Linked DNA regions of Mus musculus: regions 1, 2, 3 and 5 are each linked to region 4. A link is a contact called in public HiChIP or PLAC-seq data. All regions are on one chromosome and are shown on one strand. Each heading gives the region's core, a stretch centred on a gene start, on an enhancer-like site or on the middle of the called end of the contact. The rest is flanking DNA. Distances are from core to core; before and after follow the strand shown. Region 1 holds the start of Themis2 (thymocyte selection associated family member 2). Region 2 holds the start of Gmeb1 (glucocorticoid modulatory element binding protein 1). Region 3 has its middle 19 kb from the start of Ppp1r8. Region 4 holds the start of Atpif1 (ATPase inhibitory factor 1). Region 5 holds the start of Ythdf2 (YTH N6-methyladenosine RNA binding protein 2).

Region 1 (2,700 bases), core at 83-2,582, 260 kb after region 4:
GAATGACCAGGCTCCCAGAGTCCCACTTCAGGGACCCATCAGATTCCGATGGACCAGAGAGACTCACTGTGGTGGCCCTTGTGTGATCCTCCTAGGTCAGTCTATAACCCGCTTGGCCATCAGAACACTTTGCTGGCAGCTGCTGTGGCAGAGCCTGGCTCGCTCACTCCAGGGAGTAGAATGAAGCAGGCATCCATGAGACAGCTTGCTGTCTGAGGGAGGAGCCCTGAATCTCAGCATCTCCCTCCACTCTCGCCTCTGCCCTCCACAGAGCAGCCCGGTCGGTCCCTTTTCTTCCCTCCCTTACCCAAGTGGTCAGTCCCTGGTCACATGTTATTTGGCCAGTAACTGGTGGCTGTGTCCTGATATGGCCATCTCTTCTCTGCTATGGGTTGCGGAAAGCCATGGGCAAGGAGCAAATGTACAGGCAAAAAGCGGGGAAGGATCCCCCTGGTAGGAGGACCACTCCATCTGAGAATCCAGCAGAGGAACAGAGAGACTCAGAGGCAAGGAGCAGAGAGTTCAGCGGGAGGGCTGATCTGGTGCTAAAATAACGAACTGGAATATATCTTAGTGGTGAGAGCTCAGGGTCCTGGGTTGGATCCTTGCAGAAAGGGAAAGAAGATAATAAAAGAGAACGGAGGGAGGGAGCAAGAAAGAAAAATGAACAGTGAACCAGGCATGGCAAATTCAGGCAGAGGCAGACGGATCGCTGCAAACTTAAGGCCAGCCTGGGCTACAAAACAAGGTCCTCTCAGAACAACCCCAATAACGACAGTGAGCACCCTAGTGCCTGTCTGAAACGATGGACGAGTTATCCCCACTTATTTGTCCATTTATTGTTATAATTGTTCTTGTTGCTTGAGACAGGATTTCCTAGGCTGTTCAGATCGCTCCTGCCTAGCTGCCACACAATTTCTGTTAGCATTACCGAGGAGCCTCAGTTGAGAAAAAGCCTGAGTTAAACTCAGGACTTCTCATCACCCATGGGACAAAAGCTGAAGAGCAGGGAGGTGGCGCCTTTTGGTGCGGATTCATAAAACTTCGGACAGCAGCGTCTGAACTCAACCCCAGATCCCTCAGGGTCTAACTCTGTAGCCCAAACTGACCTGCAATCACTTTATAGAACAGGCTAGCTTCGAACTCATCCTCCCGCCACAGCTCCCCAGTGTTGGCATTACAGGCATGACCCATCATACCTAGCTCCTTCCACCCAGAGCCCGCTCACCCTCAAAGTAGACTCCGGAGCAGACCCGCAGCACGCGCGGAAGGGAGGTGGGGTCCAGGCCGCTCACAAAGTCCTGCAGCGGCACCGGCTCCATGGTCGCGTTCCGACTAGATTTGCTCAGACTGATCGGCAGCTTGCAGAGGACAGTCCGGAAGCCACGCCCACCGAGGCCACGCCCCTCAGGTCGGGAGCCCTACAGGGTTCTCTGAAGCGCCCCGAACTCTTGAATGGGGACTTTATTTCCCCTGACCTGTCTCTTCATCTCTAAAATTGAATCTTTTCTTAAGGTTTCTAATGTGATAAAACACCATGACCAAAAGCAACTTGGGGAGGGAAGGGTTTATTATCTTACAACTCTGGGATCACAGAGGTTAGTCAGAACAGAAACTCCGGACAGATAGAGAGAGATAAAGGGACTGGGACTGGTACAAGCCATAAAGAAACACAGCTTACTGGTTTGCTCAGTTTGCTTTCTTACACAACTCAGGACCACCTGCCCAGGGTTGGCACTACCTACACCCTATGGGCTGGGCCCACCCACACCAATCATAAGTGGAGAAAATGCACTACAGGCTTGCCTACAAGCAGTCTGATGGAGGCATTTCTCAACAGAGGTTCCCAGATAATTCTAACTTGGGTCAAATTGACCAAAGAACAACCAGGACAATTCCCACACCTTTCTTTACTTGGCTCCATCGAACAGATCTAACATCAAGACTTGATAATTTTTTTTTTTTTTTTTTTTGAGACAGGGTTTCTCTGTATAGCCCTGGCTGTCCTGGAACTCACTTTGTAGACCAGGCTGGCCTCGAAGTCAGAAATCCGCCTGCCTCTGCCTCCTGAGTGCTGGGATTAAAGGCGTGTGCAGTTACACCTGGCAAGACTTGATAATTTGATACCCAGAGGTCTGGTGTGTGTGTGTGTGTGTGTGTGTGTGTGTGTGTGTGTGTGTGTGTATGTATGTGTGTGTGTGTGTGTGAGAGAGAGAGAGAGACAGAGAGAGAGACAGAGACACAGAGAGACAAAGACACAGAGACACAGAGACACAGACACAGACACAGAGACATAGAGACAGACCCGAGACAGAGACAGACAGAGAGAGTATCCCTTAGCACAAATTGTACTTAAATTACTGTGTAGCTGAAGATGACCTTGAACTTCTGATCTTCCTTCTTCCACCATCTAAAATGAGTGTGGTCACACACACTTTATTAGATGCTGAGGACTAAACCTAGGGCTTCATGGATTCAAAGCAAACACTCTACTAAGTGAGCTGCATCCTCTGCCTTGTTTTGGGTTTTTGAGGCAGGATTTCACATAATCCACTGTGTAGCTGAGAATGGCTTCCTTAGACTCCTGATGCTCTTGATGCCTCCTCCTGCCAGGTTCTGGAATAACAGGCATGTACCATTTAACTACCTCAGACCATGAAGATGTTGAACAGATAAAAACGATCCCACTTCCCCAGCTGA
Region 2 (2,700 bases), core at 195-2,694, 270 kb before region 4:
AACTCACTAAGTCCACCGTATGCACTTGGTTGTTCAGCCAAAGTGAACTCAGATATAATGAACCCAAGGTCATTTCACTCTGCAGGAAGTATCCAGAGGAAGTGAAGTTCTATATAAATCACAGATTGGATGGAGACTCCTATATAGGTGTTTGAAGGAATCAAGGAATACGTTTTTAAAAGTCACCCCTCTAAGAGTGTAAGAAATCAAAACAGGGCCCAAACTAACCCAACAAAGCTCAAATACACCTACTCAATGAACTTAAGTATAAAAGAAAAACAAGTTATTATATGGTTGAAAAATTAGAAGCGTTAGGCCCAAGCTCTTATGAAAACGTTCCATAATACTAGCCAAGGAAAGGGGGCTGGGCAGATGGCAAGAGTGTACAGATGTGGAGAAAACCCCTACTTCCTGGTTCTCCTAGAGTCAGTAACAGGTCGCATTTTGAGAGCTCAGGGTTTCCTTGCTCCTTGGACAGCCAGGTCAAGACCCTCGGGTAAGATTCTGCCCACATTTCTCTTGCCTCTCAAACCGAGGACACCTGGCCAATTCCCTGTCATTTCTGAAAGCAAGGGGTACCCTCTTCCCAGCAAGTACCTTCTCACTAACCCCATAACCTTAGGCTTCCCTCGTCTCCTGACGCAGGAAACCACCCTACTCTCCACCTAGCCACCGGAGGCCCTCCACTCTGAAGCCCTCACGGGGACCCTTCTCCTTCTTACTGCCCTTCATCTTGGGAAGGACGCTGCCTCCTCTCCTAAGCCCTCCAAAGGACCTTCCTCCTCCTCCTCCTCCTCCTCCTCCTCTCCAGGTCTGGTGGCCCAGGCCTCTCCCCTCGGGCGAAGGCTTGACCCTATTCCCTGCACCCCACCCCCACCCCAGCACGCCGCCCTCTCCCCCGACCCGGCCCGACCCAGGCCTGACCCAGCTCCTCCGCGCAAGGCCCAAGCTCCCAAACCCCGTATTTTTGGGGTGGGGAGGGATTCCCCTGGCCCCTCCGCGAGGACTTCCGGGCCCCTCGGTCCGGGGGCGCCGAGCCTTCCCCACCCCCCCAACCCCCGCCCAGTACGGGGTTCGTAGGACCCGGAGCCTAGGCCCGGCCGGCCACGCTGGGGGCGGCCCGGCGGCTCGGGCGGACCCAGCGGCAGCGTCCCCCCACCCCCCCCGCGGCGCCGCGACGTCCGCTCGCTCCCCGGCGGCGGCGGCGGCACGCACAGGGCGTGGGGAGGCGCCCGCGGAGGCAGCAGCCCCCCGCCCCCTGCGCGCCCGCCCGCCCTCGCCCTCGCCCTCGCCGTCGCCGTCGCCGGCCGCCGCGCGGCCCCCGCGCCCGCCCCCCCCCGCCCCCAGCCCTCGCCGCGCCGCGCGCCCACCCCTCCCCCTCCTCACCGTCTCCGTCGGGCGGGCGGGCGGGCGGCGAGCGGCCAGGGCGGGCGGGCGACGGAGCATGCGCACAAAGCCGCCACGGCGGCCGCCGCCACCGCCGCCGCCAAGCCGGGCTCCAGCACTTCCGGCCGCCGCGGCGGGCGAGCCGGCGCCTTAAAGGGGACGCGTCCTTATTGCGGGCCGCGCAGGGGATACACCTCCCCCCTCAGCCTAGCGATTTAGGGGAGCCTGAGAGCTTAGGCCTTCGGTCCTAGAAAGGCAGTGTTGGAGAAGTCGCGGGAGGCCCCAGGGGACTGAATAAGGTTTAGATGCAGAGGTCATCTCGCCCTGACTCTTGTGGAGGACTAGGGCTTTTCTTTCTCCAAATCCTCTTTATTGACGCTTACAATTTATCAGGATTTCAGGTTACCAATGTGGAATGAAAAGATGCTGCTGAGCATAGATAGTAACCCCTTCCCGCGTCCAAACCATGGCTCTTTGCGCAGGTTTTCCTGCTTGTCCGGGTTCGGAGTTCAAATTTGAACTTCCTTGGAACCGGTACAACAACTGTGCAGTGACTTGACAACTCTAAGCCACCTATTTCCCGAAAGGTACATGTCGTTCATGTACAATGAAATGATACTTGAAAAGTACTTGGGCAAGTTTCTGAGGCCGGGGAATAGTAACTGACAAGCTTTAAGGCAATGTGGTCAGGCCTTGGGGTTAGATGCTTTTGGTTTATAAATTCCTCAGAGCCACCTTACTCTTTCATTCTCATCTTTGAAAGTTAAACAGGAACGTCGGCACGTGCTGGTGGTACACGCTTTTAATTCCACAATTCCTGTCTAGCCTGGTCTACATAGTGGGTTCTAGGCCAGCTGTGGCTACATAATGAGACCTTGTCTCAAAAAAAAAAAGCAAGCCAAACGTAGAGATGAGGGGTGTGAGGAGGGAAGTAGGTCGGTAGGTAGAACACGTGCAGAAGACCCACAAGGGTTATTTCCCATCTTTCTTCCTATAGACATTGTGTTGTATCTGTCTTCTTTGCTTCCAAAGGGCAGGTTGTGGGCTGTGTGTGTGTGTGTGTGTAGAGATGGCACGTTGGGTGCAGGCTCCTGACCACCTGAGTTCCACCACTCGAACCTACATAGTGATTTTTTTTTTTTTTTTTTTTTTAATTGAGACAGGGTTTTCTGTGTAGCCCTGGCTGTCCTGGAATTCACTTTGTAGACCAGGCTGGTCTCGAACTCAGAAATCCGCCTGCCTTTGCCTCCCAAGTGCTGGGATTAAAGGAGTATGCCACCACTCTAAATGTGATTTTTAAAAAAGATATATAAG
Region 3 (2,784 bases), core at 19-2,518, 290 kb after region 4:
AAGAGTCAAGGCACTACCCCCCCCCCCTTTGGATTTTCGAGACAGGGTTTCTCTGTGTAGCCCTGGCTGTCCTGGAACTCACTCTGTAGACCAGGCTGACGTTAAACTCAGAAATCCACCTGCCTCTGCCTCCCAAGTGCTGGGATTAAAGGCATGCACCACCACTGCCCGGCTTTTTATTTTTAGAGTCAAGACAATTTTGCTTTGTTTTCCTGCATTGTAGGATTAATGCCCACCCTTTTTGAGATGGGATTTTATGTAGCTTAGGCTGGCCTGGAGTTTACTTCATAGCCCAGGATTGCTTTGAACTCCCTCTCCTCCTTCAGATTTATTTATTATGTACACAGTGTTCTGACTGCATATATCCCTGCATGACAGAAAAGGGTGCCAGATCTCATTACAGATGGTTGTGAGCCACTATGTGGTTGCTGGGACTTGAACTCAGGACCTCTGGGAGAGCAGTCAGTGCATCTTAAATTCTGAGCATCTCTCCATCTCTGAACTCCTGATTCTTCTATCCTCACTCCCCAAAAGCTAGCATTGAAGTTATGTGCTACCGGGGCTGGAGAGATGGCTCAGGGGTTAAGAGCACTGGCTGCTCTTCCAGAGGTCCTGAGTTCAATTCCCAGCAACCACATGGTGGCTCACAACCATCTAGAATGAGATCTGATGTCATTTTCTACCATGTAGGCATACACGCAAATAGAGCACTCACATACATAAATACGTCTTAAAAAAAAAAAAAAAAAGGTACGTGCTCCAACGTCCGGTGTATGTGGTGCCGGGAAATGGAGCTCCATACATCCTAAGCAACCTCTCCAGCAACTAAACTACATTCCCAGGTTCCCACAGACAATAATAATGTTGCTGTAGATGAACCAGAAAAAAAAAAGGGAGGCATGGATGTCAGCACTGCATGTGTCAACAGCAGGTTAGAGCAGAAGCCTCCAACAGAGCCACTGCAGTGGGCAAGGTGTGACAAGGAGTACCTGGAGAGCCTTTTGAGGGTGGTTTTAAACATCTCACCTGCCCCTCCTGGCAGTACCCTTGTCCCAGCGGAGAGCATTCCAAACCCACACCTGACCCAAGCGTGGATTCAGTACTTGAAAGCTTCACCCACCACCAAAAGGCCCAGAGATGGAGACAGATGGGTAGGCAATGGCTACGAGAAAAAAAATTTTAAAAACCGCCGCCGGAGAGATGGCTCAGCAGTTAAGAGCACTTCTGTTCTTCCAAACACCTGTACCTCCAGCTCTAAGGAATCTATTGCCCTCTTCTGGCCTCTGGAGGCACTGCACTTGTGTACACATAACACTTTCTCCACCATAGACACAACCAAGAGGCTAATCATCATCATCATCATCATCATCATCATGAAGGGAACAAAAAATCCTAGACTGTCTCCTGTCCTGGGAATACAAAGGGCAGTGGTGGCAGCGGCAATAGCCAGGAACTGCCTGTGCTGTGGTAGCTATCATCGTGAGCCGTGTGCACTAACCCTTGAGTTCTGTAAAGTGGAGGCAGTCCTCCCTTGGGGCTGCTGGAGACAATGCACAGAAAGCATTCTCTGCAGGGTGCTCAACAGTGAGTCCTTCCCTTCCCTCCTTCCAATGTCCTGGCCTAGCAATTGCCTTAGGAAATTGTATGCTTGCAGAGTGGCTCCAATGGTAAACACAGAGCCCCTCCTGCTGGTGATAGCTGGAACTGCACCCAGCCCCAGTACAGCTAGCTCCCTTTAGGACACAGGCCACTAGACCTTCCCACCCATTACATGCCAGGGCTCACATCCATTGTGTCATGTCATTGCTTCTGCAGAATGAAGTGGCCTCTCCTCCACTTCTTGGCGACAGCAAGTGTCACCCACTTTGGAAGAATTTACAGCTACATTGTTCCTTCTACCTCTGCCAGAAAGAATATAAAATATTCTCTTTTCATTTTTCTAAATAGTTGGACTAATAACTAAATTTGCTAGACAGACAGATGTGGGGAGGACCTAGCACATCTGCCTGTCTCTTACTTGGGAGAGACTCCCCCAGACCAGGGCCAGCCTTACCTGTCATCAGGGTCTCATTCTAGCACAAGTAGTCACTGTCCCACCAGAAATCCCTAGGAGGAAGGTGAGTGTGGGTGAGGTGACATGTGTACACCCTTTTCTGCGTCTTCCTGAATACCTGAGAATGCCTTTTGTACTCTTTAGGAACACTTTTTGAGCTGGACGGTGGTGGCGCATGCCTTTGATCCCAGCACTTGGGAGGCCGATCTCTTGAGTTCGAGGCCTCCCTGGTCTACAGAGCAAGTTTGAGGCCAGCTAGGGCTACAGAGAATCCCTGTCTTGAAAAACAAACAAGCGAGCAAAAAAACCCAAAAAACAAAAAAATATTTTTGAGACACTGTTTTAGCTTTGGGGAATCTAGAACATATTATGTAGATCAGGCTGGCCTTGAACTCTTTAGAGATCTGCCTGCCTCTGCCTCCCAAGTATATATGTATGTGTGTATATTTGCTTGTACATGTGTGCCTGAATGTTTATAGCAGTTGGAGGTCAGAGGACAGCTGTGTGCAGTAGATTTCAGGGATTGAAATCCCACCAGCAGGTGTGGGCAGCAGTGCGCTACCCACTGAGCTCCCCAGTCCTCCTTTTTGAGGCAGTCTTGCTATGTAGCCCCAGTTGGCCTGGAACTTGCAATCTTCCCAACTCAGACCCCCAGGTTGAAATTTCAGGTGTGAGCCACCGCATCCAGCTGAAGTTTTCAAGTAGCAGGGAGGAGAGACCCTTTGTGTGGT
Region 4 (2,700 bases), core at 8-2,507:
CTGACAGCAATTTTTTTTTATCCTTGCTTCTGAGTTCTTTCTCACAGTTTACTTTGTGAAGCCATCAGAGCCTTAGTAGGTAGTGAATTAGTAATTTTGAACTGTATCAATGTGTCGGTGAATGGACCTAATAACTTGGTGACGGGCTACAAGGACACTGAAAAGAACATCAAGCGAACTGGTGGTACAAACCTGTAATCCCAGCACTCCTGAGGCACACAGGAAGAGCTTAATCTAGCTTAATCTAGCCTATTCGACAAAGGGAATTCTGGGCCAGCCAGGGCTTCATAACAAGATCCTGTTTTCAGAAACAAACGAATAAACACCCACACCCCCCCATACACTCCCCCCCCGCACCCCCCCCGCCCCCCACACATAGGGCTAGTGCTGGGCCCCAATGGTGAAAGGAGAGAACGGACTCTTGAAAGTTGTTCTCCCTGACCTCTCCATGTGCATTGTGACACTGTGCCCCCACTAATAAGTAAGTATAATTTTAAAAATTAAATAACAAACTCCAAGCACAGATCCTTATACATGCATGCTCATAATTGCTTCCATCCCATTTTCCGATTTTGTCCCTACCTCAATGAGATCTGTTGTAACTCGGGATGGCCTCAAACTCGCAGTGAAGAAGCCAATTTCTCATCTTTCCGTCTCCACCTCCCCAGAGTTGGGGTTACAGGCATATGTCCAGCTTCATAATACTATTTCACAGTGGTCCAAAGGTGAGAAGACCCCAAATGTTGAACTACTGAAGAGGTCAACAAATCATAGCATAGACATACCTTTGAGGAATTGGATGCCACCATAAAATGCAGTAAAAAAAAAAAAAATTTTTTTGACAGTTTTTTTTTCACAGGCCTGGCTGTCCTGAAACTTACTATAGAGACTAGGCTGGCCCCAAACTCAGAAGATCTGCCTACCTCTGCCTCTGGAGTACCAGGATAGGCTCCACTGGGATAAACTCTTAAAAAACTGGTACATGGTGGTTACCCAGGCCAGTTCCAGCACTCCAGGGAGTCATGTAGATCTCTGTGAGTTTGAGGTCAGCCTGGTCTACAGAGAGAATTCCAGGACAACCAAGGCTACACAGAGAAATCCTGGGTCAAAAAAACCAAAAAACTGTCACATGAAAAAAACCTAAATAAGAATTGTATAAGTAGATTCCATCCATGGGAAATGTCCAGAATAATAATAGGTATATCCAGAGACAACAGATTTCTTTCTGTCAGAGACTGGAGACAACCAGGGCAACACTATGAAACTTTATCCTTATTCTGAAAAACCAAAACTAAAACCGAAAAAAAAAAAAAAGAGGTCTCGGCCCCTTTAAGTTCAGCTGGCGGGCGGGGAGTCCGGGAAGGCGGGCTTGGGTGGTTACGTGAGGCTGCGCTTGCGCAGAACGGTCACGTGGTGGTTAGCCGGGAAAATGGCGGCTTCGGGAGAGAGTGGTGCTTCGGGTGGCGGAGGCAGCACAGAGGAGGCATTTATGACCTTCTACAGTGAGGTGAGCCCGGAGTAAGGATGGTGGCCTTAGGACGACCGTGCTCCGGCTTCGTCCGCCGCGGCTGGGGCCGGCGAGGCGCCTCCTGGGACCGTTGGCCCGCGCCGTCTGGCCTGGGGACTGCGGATCGGCTGCGGAGTGCATGCGCGACCGCCACTGTGGCTACTGAGGTCCCCGGAACGCGGCGGGGCGGCTGGGCCTGTGGACCCAGACCCGGAGAGGGGCCCGGCGAGCTGCTGGTCGCGCGGTGCAGCCTGCTGGCGGTGGAGTCTCCGGCTGGCGGAGGCCGAGCTGCGGCGCACCCACTTTTATTTGTAAACAGGAAGGAGGCCCTTGTCCCACTCCTCTGCCATGAATTGTGCGAGTGGCGATTTCTGCGGTCTTATCAGTGCTGAGCACTGTTCATCGGGACAAGAATGCGTATGTGAACCCTCCATCTTTAACATGACGAACCTCTTAAGAGGGTGCATACGTTCTTGGTGTCAGGTAGGACAGGAGTGAACTTGCTCTGAGCCTTGTTGACATTTGCATCGCCAGTGCCTAATGCGTGGTGGATGTTTCGCATATATCCGTTGATTAAATGAATGAATAAACTGAGTTAAAGTTAGCTATCTGGCGTCAGAGGCCCACATATTGCGTTCTCGCAAGGCAATTAGCCTAACTGCTGTTGAAATTTCAAGACATCAGTTCCCACACTGGCAAGTTAACATTGTAAGAGTTTTCACGACGATTAAAGGGTTTCGTGTATAAAAAAGCAGCTTGAAAATTATAAAGCAGTCGTTTTCGAATTAAGTACTTTCTGGTAGCCCAGGTTGGACCCTCTTGCTTCAGCCTCCAAAGTGCTGGGACCAGAGCCATTATCTCTTGTGCTTATAAGAATACTTGTAAGCCGGGCGATGGTGGTTCATGCCTTTAATTCAGCACTTGGGAGGCAGAGGCAGGCGGATTTCTGAGTTCAGGGCCAGGCTGGTCTATAGAATGAGTTCCAGGACAGCCAGGGCTACACAGAGAAACCCTGTCTCAAAAAACAAAAACAAAAAAAAAATTTTTTTTTTATGTTAGGAAATATTTTTTTCCTTCACATTGTTAGCATATTTTGCATTGCTCACAGTTGGAGAAATTTTGGTCCATCTTGGTGGAAAATGGAGGCAGGGCAGTTGACATCCTCAGGCAGGAAACAGAGAAGAAAGGCCTGT
Region 5 (2,700 bases), core at 190-2,689, 320 kb before region 4:
CAGAACCATTTTGTACTAGAGGGGAAAAGTTAAATTAGCAATGCCCTGGTCCGAAGAGCTCCCTTCCAAACCCATCCATCAGTTTACATTCACACCAGGAAGAAACCATGCTAGTTCCAAGAGTCACTTGGTTTGAAACTCCGGGGAATAACGATGAGCGCCAGGGCTGAAGCAAGAGCCGGACAGTGAAAAAGAGTCTCCACCCCAGAGCGAGCTGATCTTTTTAAAAGGTCAGTGTATTGGCTCCTTCGAATTTCAATTCCCTCCGGCTTTCTCTCCCCGCTTCCTTCACATGTGAGTGACTTCCAGAAAGTGCTCCACGAGGAGGAAACACAAAGGGCTCCTAAGACCTACGAGAAAACTAAGGACCTGGTGCTTCTCAAAATGCATTCCACCCCCGGCCGCTCATGAATTACTCGTTGTTAACGAAAAAAGCTGCCCGCCAGCTGCAGGGCCACACCAAAAGGGGCGACCGCCCCGCGCGCGGCACCTGCGACCCGAGCGGCTTCGGAAAGGTCCTTTCCCCGGGGCGCGTCCTCGAGCCACCGCCCCCACGGCCCGGCGGACCCCCCTCCCCATCCCGGCCGGCGGCCACCCGGAGGAGCGGGGTCTTACCTTTGTTTCCTTGACCTTTTGGTCTCTGCGAGAGGAGGGGACGTCGCCGAGCAGCAAGTCGTCCGAGAAGAAAACGGAAAAGGAAAGACAAATGAACGCGGGGCCCGAGCAGGGAAGAAAGGAACCGGCCTGGGGGGGACGCGTGGTGAGGGGGAGGCGGGGACGAGCGCTAGGCCGGCGGGGCAGCCCCGGCAGCCCGGCCACCCGGCAGCCACACGAGGGAAAGAGAGGAAACGAGGAAGGGAAGCCCGGGCCGCTACTGGGAGGGAGCGCGGCGCGGCCGGCCCGGCCCGGGGAGGAGCGGGAAGAGCGGGCCGGGCGGGAGACTCAGGGCGCGGCCGGTCTGAGGCCCGAATCCCGAGCCGCGAGAGGCGCCCGCCGCGGCCCGGCCAGGAGCGGCGGGCCCGGGCCTAGTCGGGCCCCGTCTCGCCTCACACAATGGCCGAGACATGCGGGCTGGGCCTGTACCTGCTCCAAGAGGCTGCTGGCCGACATGGCTCTCGGATCCTCACGGGGAACGACGGCGGCGGACTCCTCGTCGGGACAGCGGCGGCGGCGGATGAGCCCCGACGACGGGAGCAGAGGGTGCGGCGGCGGCTTTTGTCCCTGACACTCGGAGCCTCGCCTCGGCGGACGCAGCAGAGACACAGCGCGCGACTCGGGCTCCGGCTCCGATCCGGCGACGCTCTAGGCCGCCGAGCTCAACGCCCGTCTCTATGCTCCGGAGCGCGCGCCCGCCCCCTCGCAGCCCGAATGGGGGAGGCCGAGCGGCAGAGGCGGGCGGCGCGCGCGGCGCGAGCGCTGACTCTCACAGTCGCTGACCCACGCGGAAGGGCCCGGCGCGAAGCATCTCGGGAAGGGAGAGCCGCGCCCGTGGCGCCCTCTGCTGGGCTGGAGGAGCGGAAGCGGTGCGCGCGCGGTCTCCCCGCCCCCACCGCCGCCGCTTTGGGCCTAGGAGCCCTGGGTGGCACCGGGGGTCACCACTGGAGTTTTTTGGCAAACACCTAGAGAATAATTGTTTTGTCTTAAGAAAACACGCAGAAGCCCCTTTCTTAATGGGGCAGAGGCTTCTACTCTGTGTAGGACTTGAGCCCTAACTCATAACTGCATTTGATAACTCTCCCCCAATTTGAAAAGGAACCAGAAGAGAGGTCCTAAGAGCTCACAGGGAAAACTTCATGGAGGTCGGCCCAGAAGACACCCGCGCCCTTCCTTAAGACTATTGTCACCTTCCTTCCTCAGGGACTTGAAAAAAACACCCAGGAGCAGTACTTCCACTAAATATTAAAAAGCCGGCCCTCACTGCCCTGCACACAAGACATTTACCCCTTTGACTTTTGAGGGAGAAAAATATACACTCTCTTTTTTTCAGAGAAGTCAGTGACCCCAAAATAATCTAGTAAACTCTGGACTTTATTCCCAAGAAAAAGACACCTCACCCGTATGCACAGTGTCACACACACTTTCTTGAAGTCTGTTGGACCCTAAGAGGAAATATTCGTGATCTAAGGACTGGAAAATGAACGCTATTCCAGTATGTGCTGTGTGCAGGGCTTTGTCATTAAGTGCTTTCTGACACATTAAATTTAAAGACTTTCAACAAGTTCAAAGTGCCTATCAAACAATGTTACAGCTGGGAAAAGGGAGATTAAGCATGCTGCCAAAGTTATCAAGTTATTAAATAGATCTGTGCTTTTGACACAAAGAACAACATAATATCATTCTTCAACAGCTAGAAAAGAAATCCTGTATTCATGAGCTAAGATTCACTGGAGAGCCAAAGGATGAGCAAAGGCAGGTTTTTTTTTGTTTGTAGGGTTTTTTGTTTGTGTTTTGAGACAGGGTGCCTCTAGCTGTCCTCAAACTCACTAGGTAGACCAGGCTAGCCTTGAACTCAGAATTCTGCCTGCCTCTGCCTCCTAAATGCTGTTATCAAAGGCATGCACCACCAAAGGCATTTTTAATTTAAAAAAAAAAAAATCACGAGCTGGGCGTAGTGGTGCATGCCTTTAGTCCCAGCACTCGGGAGGCAGAGGCAGGCAGATTTCTGAGTTCGAGGCCAGCCCGGTCTACAAAGTGAGTGCC

The links. HiChIP or PLAC-seq counts read pairs in DNA pulled down with a chosen protein or histone mark.
Region 1: a contact with region 4 is called in an H3K4me3 HiChIP or PLAC-seq map of embryonic stem cells, with 16 read pairs. The contact joins the promoter of Themis2 here to the promoter of Atpif1 in region 4. A contact is called at or near these places in 11 of 115 datasets of contacts at active chromatin or transcription factors (the 230-238 cell line, the SCID.adh cell line, bone marrow-derived macrophages and 4 more) and 4 of 9 other capture datasets (adipose tissue, embryonic stem cells, liver and 1 more).
Region 2: a contact with region 4 is called in an H3K4me3 HiChIP or PLAC-seq map of embryonic limb bud, with 4 times the contacts expected there. The contact joins the promoter of Gmeb1 here to the promoter of Atpif1 in region 4. A contact is called at or near these places in 4 of 39 promoter capture datasets (the C10 cell line, hematopoietic stem and progenitor cells, neutrophils and 1 more), 2 of 484 Hi-C or Micro-C datasets (CD4 T cells and embryonic stem cells), 11 of 115 datasets of contacts at active chromatin or transcription factors (the 230-238 cell line, the HPC-7 cell line, the SCID.adh cell line and 7 more) and 3 of 9 other capture datasets (adipose tissue, liver and pancreatic islet).
Region 3: an H3K4me3 HiChIP or PLAC-seq map of pro-B cells shows a contact between it and region 4, with 6 times the contacts expected there. The contact joins the enhancer-like site here to the promoter of Atpif1 in region 4. A contact is called at or near these places in 20 of 39 promoter capture datasets (the 3T3-L1 cell line, 3T3-L1-derived adipocytes, the C10 cell line and 13 more), 3 of 15 datasets of contacts at CTCF or cohesin (embryonic stem cells, large pre-B cells and pro-B cells), 69 of 484 Hi-C or Micro-C datasets (the 63-12 cell line, B cells, the Ba/F3 cell line and 46 more), 17 of 115 datasets of contacts at active chromatin or transcription factors (the 230-238 cell line, the HPC-7 cell line, T-cell acute lymphoblastic leukemia and 9 more) and 2 of 9 other capture datasets (adipose tissue and liver).
Region 5: an H3K4me3 HiChIP or PLAC-seq map of the SCID.adh cell line shows a contact between it and region 4, with 16 read pairs. The contact joins the promoter of Ythdf2 here to the promoter of Atpif1 in region 4. A contact is called at or near these places in 4 of 39 promoter capture datasets (cranial neural crest, erythroid cells, neural stem cells and 1 more), 6 of 484 Hi-C or Micro-C datasets (the G1E-ER4 cell line, the HPC-7 cell line, bone marrow and 3 more), 11 of 115 datasets of contacts at active chromatin or transcription factors (the SCID.adh cell line, acute myeloid leukemia, bone marrow-derived macrophages and 7 more) and 2 of 9 other capture datasets (adipose tissue and liver).

The regions. Positions count from the first base shown.
Region 1 is chr4:132,795,032-132,797,731 of GRCm38.p6, forward strand. Themis2 (thymocyte selection associated family member 2) reads right to left here and starts at 1,333. Exons shown (of 6, transcript NM_001033308.2): 1 at 1,229-1,333. The coding sequence starts at 1,322.
Region 2 is chr4:132,260,105-132,262,804 of GRCm38.p6, forward strand. Gmeb1 (glucocorticoid modulatory element binding protein 1) reads right to left here and starts at 1,445. Exons shown (of 10, transcript NM_020273.2): 1 at 1,387-1,445. It overlaps Gm28874 (a long non-coding RNA gene), which reads left to right. Exons shown (of 2, transcript XR_390809.4): 1 at 1-496.
Region 3 is chr4:132,822,488-132,825,271 of GRCm38.p6, forward strand. No RefSeq gene overlaps it. Among named protein-coding and RNA genes, the nearest start is that of Ppp1r8, 19 kb to the right of the region's middle. Within about 2 kb of position 1,269, at least 21 of the 459 cell types and tissues checked have an H3K27ac peak or open chromatin away from gene starts, as enhancers often do. A contact at or near this core is called in B cells, CD8 T cells, Th1 cells and 3 more, where this site is marked.
Region 4 is chr4:132,534,157-132,536,856 of GRCm38.p6, forward strand. Atpif1 (ATPase inhibitory factor 1) reads right to left here and starts at 1,258. Exons shown (of 4, transcript NM_007512.4): 1 at 583-1,258. Dnajc8 (DnaJ heat shock protein family (Hsp40) member C8) reads left to right here and starts at 1,403. Exons shown (of 9, transcript NM_172400.3): 1 at 1,403-1,507. The coding sequence starts at 1,430.
Region 5 is chr4:132,210,817-132,213,516 of GRCm38.p6, forward strand. Ythdf2 (YTH N6-methyladenosine RNA binding protein 2) reads right to left here and starts at 1,440. Exons shown (of 5, transcript NM_145393.4): 1 at 1,084-1,440; 2 at 616-640; 3 at 1-15. The coding sequence starts at 1,110.